Linked DNA regions of Sus scrofa: regions 2 and 3 are each linked to region 1. A link is a contact called in public Hi-C data. All regions are on one chromosome and are shown on one strand. The core of a region is the stretch at or near the end of the contact, and the rest is flanking DNA. Distances in the headings are between cores, read along the strand shown.

What was found. A called contact is a pair of places that touch in the nucleus more often than the background predicts.
Region 2: a Hi-C map of retroperitoneal adipose tissue shows a contact between it and region 1, with 1.6 times the contacts expected there. The contact joins the promoter of SNAPIN here to the enhancer-like site in region 1. A contact is called at or near these places in 1 of 5 promoter capture datasets (liver) and 7 of 47 Hi-C or Micro-C datasets (alveolar macrophages, embryonic fibroblasts, mesenteric adipose tissue and 3 more).
Region 3: a contact with region 1 is called in a Hi-C map of liver, with 5 times the contacts expected there. The contact joins the promoter of S100A13 here to the enhancer-like site in region 1. A contact is called at or near these places in 1 of 5 promoter capture datasets (liver), 8 of 47 Hi-C or Micro-C datasets (alveolar macrophages, embryonic fibroblasts, heart right ventricle and 5 more) and 1 of 2 datasets of contacts at active chromatin or transcription factors (skeletal muscle).

The regions. Positions count from the first base shown.
Region 1 is chr4:96,039,941-96,044,515 of Sscrofa11.1, reverse strand. No RefSeq gene overlaps it. Among named protein-coding and RNA genes, the nearest start is that of S100A16, 11 kb to the right of the region's middle. Within about 2 kb of position 2,050, at least 26 of the 83 cell types and tissues checked have an H3K27ac peak or open chromatin away from gene starts, as enhancers often do. A contact at or near this core is called in liver, mesenteric adipose tissue, omental adipose tissue and 2 more, where this site is marked.
Region 2 is chr4:95,987,690-95,992,264 of Sscrofa11.1, reverse strand. SNAPIN (SNAP associated protein) reads left to right here and starts at 2,788. Exons shown (of 4, transcript NM_001243486.1): 1 at 2,788-2,940; 2 at 3,199-3,245; 3 at 3,444-3,562; 4 at 4,110-4,575. The coding sequence starts at 2,798. The coding sequence ends at 4,211.
Region 3 is chr4:96,005,453-96,010,027 of Sscrofa11.1, reverse strand. It overlaps S100A13 (protein S100-A13), which reads right to left and starts at 2,748. Exons shown (of 4, transcript XM_021089809.1): 1 at 2,648-2,748. The coding sequence starts at 2,655. S100A1 (protein S100-A1) reads left to right here. Exons shown (of 4, transcript XM_021089808.1): 3 at 1,012-1,164; 4 at 2,671-3,002. The coding sequence starts at 1,024. The coding sequence ends at 2,814. CHTOP (chromatin target of PRMT1) reads left to right here and starts at 4,414. Exons shown (of 6, transcript NM_001243268.1): 1 at 4,414-4,575.

The DNA of each region.
Region 1 (4,575 bases), core at 801-3,300:
GAGGAAAAATAAAGCAGGAAGGAGGGATAGGGCATACCAGCCTGTGGGAAGGTTCCATTTTAAATAAAGCAGTCAATTATTAGAGAAATGTAAATCAAAACTGCAGTGAAGTACCACCTCACACCAATCAGCATGGCCATCATTAAAAAGTCGAAAAATAATAAATGGGATGGCTTCCTGTCATGGCTCAGTGGAAACGAATCTGACTAGCATCCGTGAGGACTCAGGTTTGATCCCTGGCCTCGATCAGTGGGTTATGGATCTGGCATTGCTGTGAGCTGTGGTGTAGATGGCAGACGCGGCTCAGATCTGGCATGGCTGTGGCTGTGGCTATGGCGTAGGCAGGCAGCTACAGCTCTGATTCAACCCCTAGCTTGGGAACCTTCATGTGCCCAAGCCTAAACCTTCATGTGCCTAAAAATACTAAGATAATGAAATAAAATAAAATAAAATAAAATGTAAAATAAAATAATTAATGAGAAAAGTAAAAAAAAAAAAAAAAAGCGATCAAGGAAGTTTCCACTGAGTGGGTGACATTTGATCAATTTGATCAAAGAACTGAAAGTAGCTGAGGGAAGGGCCAGGTGAATATCTGGGGAAGAGAATTCTGCTCTATCACCCAAAGAAGGGGTCATGGGAATCTCTGATTTCTAAACAGACATTTTTTTTTTGGCCATATGCACAGCGTGCAGGAGTTTCCCAGCCAGGGATCCAATCTGTGCCACAGCAGTGACAATGCCAGATACTTAAACCCTGAGCCACCAGGAAACTCCTGCAGGCATATTTTGATTGGTATCTGAAGTGGGGGTGGGGGTGAGGGGGATGCTTTAGAGGACTGAGCCCTTAACCTGTAGGTCTGACGCTATCTCTAGTAGATCGTATCAGAACTGAGCTTAATTGTACGACACCCAGCTGATGGCAGAGAACTGCTTGGTGTGGGGGAAAAACTCATACCCACTGGACTTGGTGTCAGAATTGCTGGTGACTTTTAGACAGAACCTCTCCTCTTCTTGCTCTTGCTCTCCCTCAGCAAGCTCACCCATGCCCAATGCTTCCATCTCCATCTCCAAGACAAAAAAAAAAAATAAACTTGCCATAGCCACACTCTGACCCCAGCTTTGGATGAGAAAGTGTTTCTTAAAACTTTTTTTTTTTTTGTCTTTTTTGCCATTTCTTGGGCCGCTCCTGTGGCATATTGAGGTTCCCAGGCTAGGGGTCCAATTGGAGCTGTAGCCACAGGCCTACGCCAGAGCCATAGCAACGCAGGATCCGAGCCACGTCTGCAACCTACACCACAGCTCACGGCAACGCTGGATCCTTAACCCATTGAGCAAGGCCAGGGATCGGACCCGCAACCTCACGGTTTCTAGTCGGATTCGTTCACCACTGAGCCACATCGGGAACTCCTCTTAAAATTTTGACCCTGGATAACCATAAATGAATGTTTTATTTTCCAAAAGGAATTTTGCTAGGAATCGAAAGGGAAAGAGAAACCAACTATACAGGAAGTACAAAAGCTTATGCAGGTGGTTTTAAATTCCTTACCCCTAATGCGGCCCCATAGACTGTTAGGTCTGGCTACGGATGGGTTGGACGGGCACGACTTATTGGGCTCCCACCACCTCGGTCCCGGTAGTTTAGACACTAGGGCAAGCCAGCGTGAGACCTGACACAGAGGGACAATTCTCAGCTCCACTGAGGGACCTCCCACGGGAACCTGCTTCTGGCCCCTCTCCCTTGCTCTGCTCAGGCTCTGCTCAGGCTCTGCTCAGGCTGTCTGGGCCCTGGACTCCTGGGTGAAGGAGGGCAGCCCGCCCTTCTCTGGCCCCATCCCTCCCCAAGGAGGCCTCCGGCTGAGCTGCCTGACCTCAAAGTGGCTGTTTGTTCCTTTGGGGCTTCTCTGGCTCCAGGCCCTGGAGCCCAGCCTTGCCTGTTGTTAAGTTTCCCTGACCTCCAATAAAGCTCAGCATTCTCCCCAGCACTCTAGGCTTACACTTAGACCCCTCTGGAAACAAGCCTCTCCCTGAGGTCACGCACCCACTCATTTCCTGCCAGCTGTTGCAAATCTTGGAGACGAGGACGTGCGGGTCTCCGGACACGAACCAGGGACAGTGCAGGGAGCTCTATTCTGAGTTGCCTCTGGGATCTCACATGGAAACCCCGCATTTTGGGCTTCAAGGGACCCCCGCCCCCATCGAGGCCTTGGCCCCTGACCTCCACACCTCTCTTCTCCAAGATGCTCTTTGCCCCTTTTCCTCCCTGTTAGGTCTGCCCCTCACCAGCTCCATTCAGCTCACACCTCTTCTGAAGCTGTCCCAGACAGCACAGCCTACCTCCCTGGTGATTCTGCTGCTTTCTAAAAATTTTCTTTACAGTTTGCTACTGTGACCCCCTAAAGGAATTTTGAAGAAAACTATATACTGCTTTGCAGGTATTTTATTTTATTTTATTTTATTTTGTCTTTTTTTTTTTTTTTTTTTTTTTGTCTTTTTGTTGTTGTTGTTGTTGCTATTTCTTGGGCCACTCCCGCGGCACATGGAGGTTCCCAGGCTAGGGGTTGAATCGGAGCTGTAGCCACCCGCCTACGCCAGAGCCACAGCAACACGGGATCCGAGCCGCATCTGCAACCTACACCACAGCTCACGGCAACGCCGAATCGTTAACCCACTGAGCAAGGTCAGGGATCGAACCCACAACCTCATGGTTCCTAGTCGGATTCGTTAACCACTGCGCCACGACAGGAACTCCCTATTTTGTCTTTATTTTTAGGCCGCACCTGCAGCGTTTGGATGTTCCCAGGCTAGAGGTCAAATCAGAGCTGCAGCTGCTGGCCTACACCACAGCTCACAGCAATGCCAGATCCAAGCCATGTTTTCAACCTACACCACAGCTCATGGCAACACCAATCCTTAACCCAATGAGCGAGGGCAGGGATCAAACCAGAATCTTCATGCATGCTAGTCCAGTTTGTTACTGCTGAGCCACTACGAGAACTCCACCTTGCATGTATTTTAAGTTGACAGCTAAGACTTTTCATCATTAGTTTAAACCATTGCAGGGGATATCATTTCTGAAATGTTTTGTATATTGTGACATTTTATTTATTTATTTATTGTGTTTTGTCTTTTCAGGGCCTCTCTCATGGCATGTGGATATTCCCAGGCTAGGGGTCTATCGGAGCTGTTACTGTTGGCCTATGCCACAGCCACAGCAACTCGGGATCTGAGCCTCATCTGCAACCTACACCACAGCTCACAGCAACGCCGGATCCTTAACTCACTAAGCAAGGCCAGGGATCAAACCCACATCCTCATGAATCCTAGTTGGGTTCGTAAACCACTGAGCCACAGAGGAAACGCCCAGAGATTTTTTTTTTTTTTTAAAGATCACAAAATTGACAATGGAAATATAAAGGACCATAATACACTAGTGTGAACAATTATAAGCCAACAAATTGGATAACCTAGAAGAAATGAATGTATTATCAGAAACATACAGCTATCAGAGTTCCCGTCGTGGCTCAGTGGTTAACAAATCCGACTAGGAACCATGAGGTTGAAGGTTCAATCCCTGGCCTTGCTCAGTGGGTTAAGGATCTGGCATTGCCGTCAACTGTGGTCTAGTTTGTAGACGTGGGTCGGATCCCACATTGCTGTGGCTCTGGTGTAGGCTGGCAGCTACAGCTCCAATTAGACCCCTAGCCTGGGAACCTCCATAGACCGAGGGTGCAGCCCTAGAAAAAGACAAAAAAAAAAAAAAGAAAGAAAGAAAGAAAAAAGAAACATACAGCTACCAAGACTGAATCATGTAGAATTAGAAAACCTCAACAGAATTATAATTATTCGGGAGATTGAATCATTCATCAACACCCCCCCCCCCCCAAAGAAAAGTCCAAGACCAGACTGCTTCATGGAGAAGACTACCAAAGTCTTCTTTTTTCTTTTTTGGCTGACCTTCTGCATGCGGAGTTCCTGGGTCAAGGATCAGATACAAGCCACAGTTCCAACCTATGCCACAACTACAGCAACACCAGATCCTAAATCTTTAACCCACTGTACCAGTCCTGGCACTGCAGAGATGCCGCCGATCCCGTCGTACCACAATGGGAACTCCTCTACAAAACATTTAAAGAAAATGAATGCCAATTCTTCTCAAACTCTTCCCAAAAACTTAAGAGGAAGGAACACTTCCAAACACATTCTATGAGGTCAGCATTACTTTGATACCAAAGCCAGACAAAGATAAAGAACAGAGGAAGCATTCCCTAGTGGCCTAGCAGTTGAATACTCAGCACTGTCATTGTTGTGGCTTGGGTCACTGCTGTGGCACAGGGTTAGGTCCCTGGGCCCAGGACTTTCCACATGCAACAGGCGTGGCCAAAAACAAGGAAAGAAAACTGCATACCAATAGCCCTGACGACTAGTGAGTGATGCAAAAATCCTCAACAAAATATTCACAAACTGAATTCAACACCCCATTGAAAAGATAATACACCACGACCAAGTGGGATGTATTCCTGGGATGCAAGAATGGTTAAACTAGGAGTTTCCTGCGGCACAGCAGGTTACGGATCCA
Region 2 (4,575 bases), core at 1,539-4,038, 53 kb after region 1:
TGTTGCGGCTGTGGCACAGGCTGGCACCTGCAGCTCCTCTTCAACCCATAGAGTGGGAACTTCCATTGAATCAGTTATGCACACCCCCCCGAAAAAAAGAATCCAACTGCAGCAGCTTGGGTCATTGCCAAAGTGTGGGGTCAATCCTTGGCCCAAGAACTTATCATATGCCATGGTTGTGGCCATTAAAATTTTTTTTTCCTTTTTTTGCCGCTCCACAGCATATGGAGTTCCTGGGCCAGGGATCAGATCCAAGCCATAGTTGGGAAGGGAATTTCATTTCAGGGAGAACACCAGGTCAGCAAACGGAGAAGAGAGAGGAGATGGAGGAGAGCTAGACAGGAAAGATAAAAGAGGGGCCAGGCCTGCTCAGCCTCCCTGTACTCCTCACCTGCTTACTACTTTGTGACAAGCAGAAGTCCTGGAGTCTGACTGATTCTGGTCTGACCAGGGAATTTGCCTTCAGAGGATGTGGAGATGGCAGCGCCCAAGAAGCAGGTGATAAAACGATGGCTGCCTGCCCTACTCCTTCCCCACTCCCATCTTTACTGCCATCCTGTTCAAATCTGCCACTGAAGCATCATAGGCACCCCTAGACAAAGTTCTGACCTCCCAGAAGGCAGGGTGGACCAGGAAATATCCATCCCCTGCCTGGAACTGACAGAGGCTAGAAGTCTGAGTCTCAGATCCCCCTCCATAGGTAAAGCCAGTACCCCATTCCATTCTGGGCCTCATTCCCAACAAGAAGGACGCTCTGATAACCCTGACCACCTGATAAGCTCTGAATCGACACCTAGCCTGGGAACATCCATATGGCCCTAAAAAGAAAAAAAAAAAAAAAAAAAAAAGTCATCACACTTGGTGCCTCAGCTTTATTTATTCCACAGTGACTTAAACACCTTTTCTTTATTCGTGAGGATGAAGCTGTCAACCAAAATATTAATCAATGGTCAATCTAAGAAATAAATGAAAAATTTTTTCAAACCAACCTGAAGACTATAAACTGGGAGACAGTCTTTCCTAAATCTCTGAGGACTGTTCCAAAGCTCTAAGAGGAGAAGCTAGGGCTGATGTGGTTTTGACAAAGAGACTTGGGCAATCAAGCCTACATCACGGTGGCAGGTTTACTGGCATTCTCCAGCAATAGACACCTTAGTCAGTGGTTCTAGTGATTTCTTTTTGTTTGTTTGTTTTTTGTCTTTTTGCTTTTTCTAGGGCCGCTCCCTCGGCATATGGAGGTTCCCAGGCTAGGGGTCTAGTCAGAGTTGTAGCCACTGGCCTACGCCACAGCCACAGCAACACCAGATCCGAGCCGCGTCTGCAACCTACACCACAGCTCATGGCAACACCAGATCCTTAACCCACTGAGCAAGGCCAGGGATCGAATCTGCAACCTCATGGTTCCTAGTCAGATTCGTTAACCACTGCGCCATGATGGGAACTCCGGTCCTAGTGATTTCTAAGTATGGGAAGATGCAAGGAAGAGTTTCATAAAATTTTCTTCTGAGGGTCATTCTGCCAGTTTTCCCAGAGCACAAAGTGCCTCATCCTGTTCCTAAACTCCTTTCAGGGTGTACTCTAGGTCACTGACTGCAGTGGCTAATGACTTGATTCTTAAAGAACTGGAGAGTGGGCATTATTATTTATTTAGTTTTTTTGGCTGCAGTGTGCAGCAAATTGGTGTGGGATCTCAGTTCCAGAGCAGGGATCGAAACTGGGCCACACCAGTGAAAGCACTAGTCCTAAGCACTAGGCCACAAGGGAACTCCCAACATTACTTTTTTGGCCATACCCACAGCATGTGGAATTTCCTGAGGTGGACTGAACTGCGCCACAGCAGCAACCCAAGCACCTGCAGTGATAACGCCAGATCCTTAATCCACTGTGCCACAAAAGAACTCAGTCTAGAGTTAAACTATTACAATCATTGATCTTACATATATATATGTACACACACACACACACACACATATATATATATACACACACACACATATCCATATGCCAGGGGGGTGGCCCTAAAAAAAGCATAAATCAATAAAAACAAAAGCTATTAAAAAATAATATTCATATGCAGTTTTCTTTCTTTGTTGTCTTTTTAGGGCCGCCCCCATGGCATATAGAAGTTCCCAGGCTAGGGCTCAAATCAGAGCTACAGCTGCTGGCCTACCCCATAGCAACACCAAATCCAAGCCATGTCTGTGACCTATACCACAGCTCACGGGCGACACGGGGCTCCTTAACCCACTGAATGAGGCCAGGGACAGAACACGCATCCTCAAGGATACTGGTCAGATTGGTTACCGCTGAACCACGACAGGAACTCCTCACATGCAGTTTTGTACATATTTTAGTGCTGTTAAAAAAATACACTAAATTCAGACATTTACTATGACCTCATTAATAACATGGGAACGCTATGGACAACTGAGGATATAAGCATTTATCCTTGACTTTTGGAGAAAACAAAAATTACCACCCCGCCAAAAACGGTTCCTGCCCTACTCCTTCCCCACTCCCATCTTCACTGCCATCCTGTTCAAATCTGCCACTGAAGCATCATAGGCACCTTTAGAACCCGCCCCCCTTCAAGGCCTATAAAGAACTACAACTCCCCGGAGCTTGAAGGTCGGAGCCTTTCTCCCCGCCGCCCCAGTCCCGGAGACTGCATTTCCCAGAAACCCCTGTGACTGGGTCGGAGCCGGCACTTCCCGGGAGCCCCCTGGCGGCGCACTTTGACGGGGCTTCAGTTCCCGGCGGCCCTCGCGGCAGGTTCCGGGAGTAAGGGCAGTTCGTGATGGCGGGGGCTGGTTCCGCCGCTGTGTCCGGGGCCGGGACCCCAGTGGCGGGGCCTGCAGGCCGCGACCTCTTCGCCGAGGGGCTCCTCGAGTTCCTGCGACCCGCTGTGCAGCAGCTCGACTCTCACGTCCACGCTGTCAGGTGCAGGAGAGGGGAGGTCGGGGCGATGACGCTCCTCCGTTTGGCTCTGTAGGGGCGGGGCTAAGACAGGGCGGAGACTCTTCAAGCGCAGCCTGGAGTTCAGGTGGGAGTAAGGATAAATTGGTTAACTGATTGGGGCAGGGCAGAACTGCGGAAGACCGGCAGGTGGAGAGAGAGGCGGGCTTCTCTTAGCATTCGAGGAACCCGGGAGTGGGTTTCGTAAGTTCCAGTAACTGAAGGCCTTGTACCCCTTTGCAGAGAGAGCCAAGTAGAGCTCCGGGAACAAATTGACAACCTAGCTACCGGTAAGCATCCCTGCATACCCGGGGTACTACAGCTCTTCAGGAATTTTGCCAACCTCTTTGCTGCCAGTGGACTTTGTTAAGTTTCTCTTGACTGTTCTGATGTGAACAAGTGTTTTCCAAAGCATTTACTAGCTCACTAGCCCCAGGAGCAAGAAACGGGCCATTACGTGTTTAGTTGCGCTTTCCTTCCATCCCCAGAGCTGTGCCGCATAAATGAGGATCAGAAAGTGGCTCTGGATCTCGACCCCTATGTAAAGAAGCTCCTTAATGCTCGGCGACGAGTCGTCTTGGTCAATAACATCCTACAGAATGCCCAGGTAAAGGAATTTCCTGCCAACAGTGATTCCTTGTTCTGCTTTTTAAGTTCTCAGAGTATTCTCCTCCAGTTTTTTTTTTTTTTTTTTTTTTTTTTTGCCTTTTAGGGCTGGACCTGTGGCATATGTAAGTTCCCAGGCTAGAGGTTGAATTGGAGCTATAGCTGCTGGCTTACATCACAGCTCATGGCCAGATCCTTAATCCACTGAGCAAGGCCAGGATCCAACCTTTATTCTCATGGATACTAGCTGGGTTCATAACCTGCTGAGCCACAAAAGGAACTCCTCTTCTCCAGGGGTATCATGAAATGCTTAACACAGTTCACCATAATTTTTAGTCTTTGGGGAAAGGGAGTTGCCAGCTAATGTCAGCCATAATAGAACTTACTGTATTTATTCTCAGTACCCAGTTGCTGTCATTTATGTTCTTACATACATATACATTAGACTTACATCGAGATGAAGCAAGCCTAAGATATTTTCCAGCACCTTAATAGTGAACTCTAAATCTTTCCAGAATAGTTATTTGATCCAAAATATTGTTTTGTAGGAACGGCTGAGGCGGCTAAACCACAGTGTTGCCAAGGAAACAGCCCGAAGGAGGGCAATGCTGGATTCAGGCGTTTATCCTCCTGGTTCCCCAAGCAAGTAACAGGCCAAAAGGTGGGGCCCATGGCCACAGAACAGCACAAATACTATTCTCTGGCTGCCTGTTTCCTCCAGGACTCCCTGTAGGTGTTGGGACATCAAAAAGGCAGCCCTCTGGCTTGCATTTGAAGCACTTAAAGTCTTACCCATTTTTGTGGGGCCCAAAGAAACCCATGTGTGGCAGGACTCAGGATCCCAAAGGATTTATTATGGCTCTTGCTTCCAAGAATGAGCTGAGGCTTCTACACATTTTTTTTCCCCAGCTACATACTCATCAGGCCCACCTCTTCTACCATCTTCAAGCCTCATTAACAATGGAGAGGCTTCCTCTGCTACACGCCAGGTTATTGGGGCGCCTGCAGTATCCT
Region 3 (4,575 bases), core at 1,499-3,998, 35 kb after region 1:
GGGCCGAGTGTCCCGAGGTCAAGGGAAACAGGTCCCCTGGCTTGGCGGTCCCCCCTCCTCAACAGACCCTTCCATTTTTCCCCTCCTCTCTCCCAACTCCTTGAACTCAGAGGATCTCACGCACTCAGCCTTTATCTTCCCCAACACATAGCAGCCCTAGTCTCCCTGCTGCCACTGTCCCCACATCGACTGGGTTGGGCCTGGGGGTGGGAGTGGCCAGCAGCAGGGACAAGATCCCCCAGGTGTCCTCTCCTCCTCCTGGGGAGCCCTGTCTCCAGAGAAAACGTCACACTTTCCACTTTCCCTTCCCACCACCACCTCCCAGTGGCAAGGCTGATTCTGCAGAGAAGTACAAGGAACCCAACTCGAGGTAACAGAGAGAAGCCAAAGTGACAAGTTCAGGGGAGAACAGAGTGGCAGGACCAGGAGAGGCCCCCAGGCTGTTGACAGGAAACTCAGGGGCAGTGAGACACTCCTTCCCCGTGAACCTCGGGCTCCCCACTCAGACTGCCATCCTCTCCACCAGGCCGACCGAGGGCACCAGATTGATCCTTGCTCAGGGAGGGCAGCCGAGTCAAGGCTATAGCGGGGAGCCCAGCCCACCATCCCCAACAGCATACCTTGGCTGTGCTAGGCAGGAAAGTCCAGGGTAAAAATAGAGCCAGACGAAGCCAGGCTGGGTCCTGTGACCACCCCGCCTGCCTGCCCTACCCTCCCCAATGTCTGCGCAGGCAGCCAGGAGCCACCACAAAGTCCATGGCAGGCCTCTAGAGCCAGCCCAGCTCCAGCTGCTCTATCTTGCTGCCCTAAGCCCTGACTCCCTCTGACTGGGGTGTGGACTGAAGGGCACAGAGAAGGAGTCTAGACTTAGGTCTGTTTGTGTAACATCTCAGGAAAGATCCATTGTGGTGGGGCTCCAACCTCATAGCTCTTCAAGCTGTAGGACCCTCGCCCTGACCCCAAAACCCCAGGCATGGTCCGAAGCTCACTTCCATGGTGGGACGTGGGTAGGTGAGCTGCACGATGGGCTCGGAACTGGAGACAGCGATGGAGACTCTCATCAATGTGTTCCACGCCCACTCGGGCAAGGAGGGGGACAAGTACAAGCTGAGCAAGAAGGAGCTGAAAGAGCTGCTGCAGACGGAGCTCTCTGGCTTCCTGGACGTGAGCACAGGGTGGGGGTACAGGGTGGAGTGGGCGAAGGGTGGGGGAACAAAGTGGGCACCTCCCTGCCATCTCTCCATCCACCCCAGCTCAGCCCATCCATCTCCTTCCTCTCCCAGGCTACCCGACTCCTCCTGGTTCAAGTCAAAATGCCCAGATTTATTGATGACCTGTTAAGTGCTAGGCCCTATGTAGACGCATCATTAACAAAGCTCACAGTCTAGAAGGGAAAGCCTGACACTTGAAGGTAAATCTTGGGAGTTCCCATTGGGACTCAGCAGGAAAGAACCCACCTAGTAACCTCGAGGACGCAGGTTTCAATCCCTGGCCTCACTCAATGGGTTAAGGAGCCAGCACTGCCGTCAGCTGTGGTGTAGGTCACAGACAACACAGCTCGGATCCTGAGTTGCTGTGGCTGTGACGGAGGCCAGCAGCTGTAGCTATGATTCAACCCCTAGCCTGGGAATTTCCATGTGCCGCAAGTTCGGCCCTAAATTTTAAAAAATAATAATAAAGAAAAAAGAAAAGAAAGTGAATCTTGAATCTCAGGAAGCACCCAGGACCTTAACAGAGATGCCAGAAATGACTACGGGAGAACATTAACCGGACTGAAGTGGGATGGCTTCTCCAAAGAGGGGGCACTTGAGCCAGAGATTTCCACGGGAAGATTAGGGCAAATGCAGACATTTTAGGAGAAGGTACAGTATCTGAACAAGGGCATGGGAGAAAGAAGATGAAGCATGCTCGGTAGTTTTGACTGAAGGATGCAGAAAAGGAGAAGCCAGTCGAAAGTGTACCAGCGCTGAGATTTCATGAGAACGGGATTCAAATTCTGGTGCTGCCACTTTCTTGCTGTGTGACTTTGGGCACGTTATTTAACCACCAACTGTCAATTTCTTTCTTCTCTAGAGTGGGAATAATGAAGCCTAGTTCATGCTATGTGTGTTAGAATTAAATTAGACAATACTTGTAAAGCTCCTGGTGCAGTGCTTGTCACATTGTAGGCACTCAACATATGGGAATTGTTTTTATTACTCTGCCCTGTTAAGGAGCTGATCTGTAGGCAACAGGAAACCACAAGTGTCTTGTTAGTTTAGAGAAGGGCAGAAAGAGTCCCATAATTAGCAGTTCCCATTGTGGCTCAGCAGTAACAAACCCAACTAGTAGCCATGAGGATGTGGGTTCGATCCCTGGCCTCATTCAGTGGGTTAAGGATCCAGAGTTGCAGTGAGCTGTAGGTCACAGACGCGGCTCAGATGTGGCGTTTTCTGCGGCTGTGGCGTAGGCTGGCAGCTGCAGCTCCAGTTCAGTCGATAGCCTGGGAACCTCCATATGCCATGGATGCGGCCCTAAAAAAAAAAAAAAAAAGAAAAGTCTCATAATGAGACATAATTCTCCCTCTTGCTCATCTCTGCCTCCTCCTCTCCAGTCAAGCAAGTCCCATGCCCCTGACTCTGTGATATTCATCTCCCTGTCCACCTACCTCACCATTTCTTCGCTTCACAGGCCCAGAAGGATGCGGATGCTGTGGACAAGGTGATGAAGGAGCTCGACGAGAATGGAGATGGGGAGGTGGACTTCCAGGAGTACGTGGTGCTGGTGGCTGCCCTCACAGTGGCCTGTAACAACTTCTTCTGGGAGAACAGTTGAGCAGATGGTCCCATTGGGCAGCGCCCTTCCCCTCCACCCTGCCATACCTGCCTCTTCACCCTGCTTCCCCTTCATCCCGCTGTTCCCTCCCCACCTTCTCACCCTTGCCTACCCTCCAACAGGGGCGCAAGAGTAGTGGGCCAGGCCTGCAACTCATCTTTCATTAAAGGCTCCTCTCTCACCAGCCACCAGCTGCTGTCTCTGGTCCTTCAGGGTTTGGAAATGGGTGGGGAAGTGAAGGCTGTTCACTCCCAAATTGCTTTATTTGGGGAGGGATCTTATTTTGGAGAAAGATCAAGGAACCATTACATCTTCCTACTTAAGGAATGCTCAAGGCCCAGAAAGGTAGAGGCTCAAGGTTCCAGCTGGAAGTGGCAGAGACATCAGCTTTTCAGCTTTGAAGCCAGAAAAATTGCCCTTCAACTTTCGAAGAATATGTGCTGAAGACCTACCCCGTGCTAGACATTGTGTGGAAACTGGGAATACAGCAGTGAGCAAAACAAACACAACCCTCACTGTCACATAGGTGAAGTCCAGTAAAGGGTGCCAAACCATTAAACATACACGTATAAATGCTAGGAAGGAAAATGAAAGGATCTCATGCGCCTTTAAGAGAGTGGAGGTGGAACTGAGGACATGTTCATTCACTCATTCTTCCAACATCTGAGCCTTTTTTTTTTTTTGGTCTTTTTTTGCTATTTCTTGGGCCGCTCCCACGGCATATGGAGGTTCCCAGGCTAGGGGTTGAATCAGAGGTGCAGCCACCTGGCCTACGCCAGAGCCACAGCAACGCTGGATCCGAGCCGCGTCTGCAACCTACACCACAGCTCACAGCAATGCCGGATCGTTAACCCACTGAGCAAGGCTAGGGATCGAACCCGCAACCTCATGGTTCCTAGTTGGGTTCCTTAACCACTGCGCCACGACGGGAACTCCCATCTGAGCCTTTTATTGTGTGCCCAGGTATAAGGAAAATGCCATATAGGTCTGCATCAAAATCCACATGGAAGCTAGATGGAGGGAGAAGACATTGGAATAGGTTGCGGGGACGCAAAGCTTCCCCCAAATAAGAATTTAACAATCTTCAGGCCAAATTGGGAAGGGAAGTGAAGAGAAAAATATGGACGGGCAGTGGTGCGTGGTGCAGGATCCAGTGAGGTGTGCTCCCTGCACTGGTCCCCAGGTGCGTTTATGGCAACCCACAACTCTAAAAGGGGCGTATGCTGAGGGGGGAGCCAGCGCAAATTACACCGGCCCGGTGGCTCTCGGAAGAAAGACCGAGTCATGTCGCGTAAAGAATTTTAGTCGGTCTGCCTTAGCTTTAGGGGTGGAGGGACCCGCAATGAAATACGAACTTCTTTTCTTAAGAGGACCAAATCCGCCTTGAACGTCCCAAATCACCAACTTGCAGCCGCCTTAAAACCCAAGAGAGAATATATTGGCCACGCCCCTTCCCGGGTGGGGCTCGGAGTGTAATACAGCCTAAAGCCCCGCCTTTTCCCTGGAGCTCCGCCTCATCCCCCGCGCAGGCGTAACACAAATTTTCCCGCCTCCTGCGCTGTGCGCAGACCTGACGTCTGACGTAATGGCGTCGACGCCATTTTAGCCGGTCCCATTCCGCACTGGGCGTGGCGGCCATTTTGTTTTGGAGAGCGAGCGGGAGTTGGCGGCAGCGGCTGTGGTGAAAGGCAGGAAAGGGCACGCCGGGCGAGCAGGCGAACCGGCCGACCGGACAGCCACCCAGCATCAACGAACTAACCT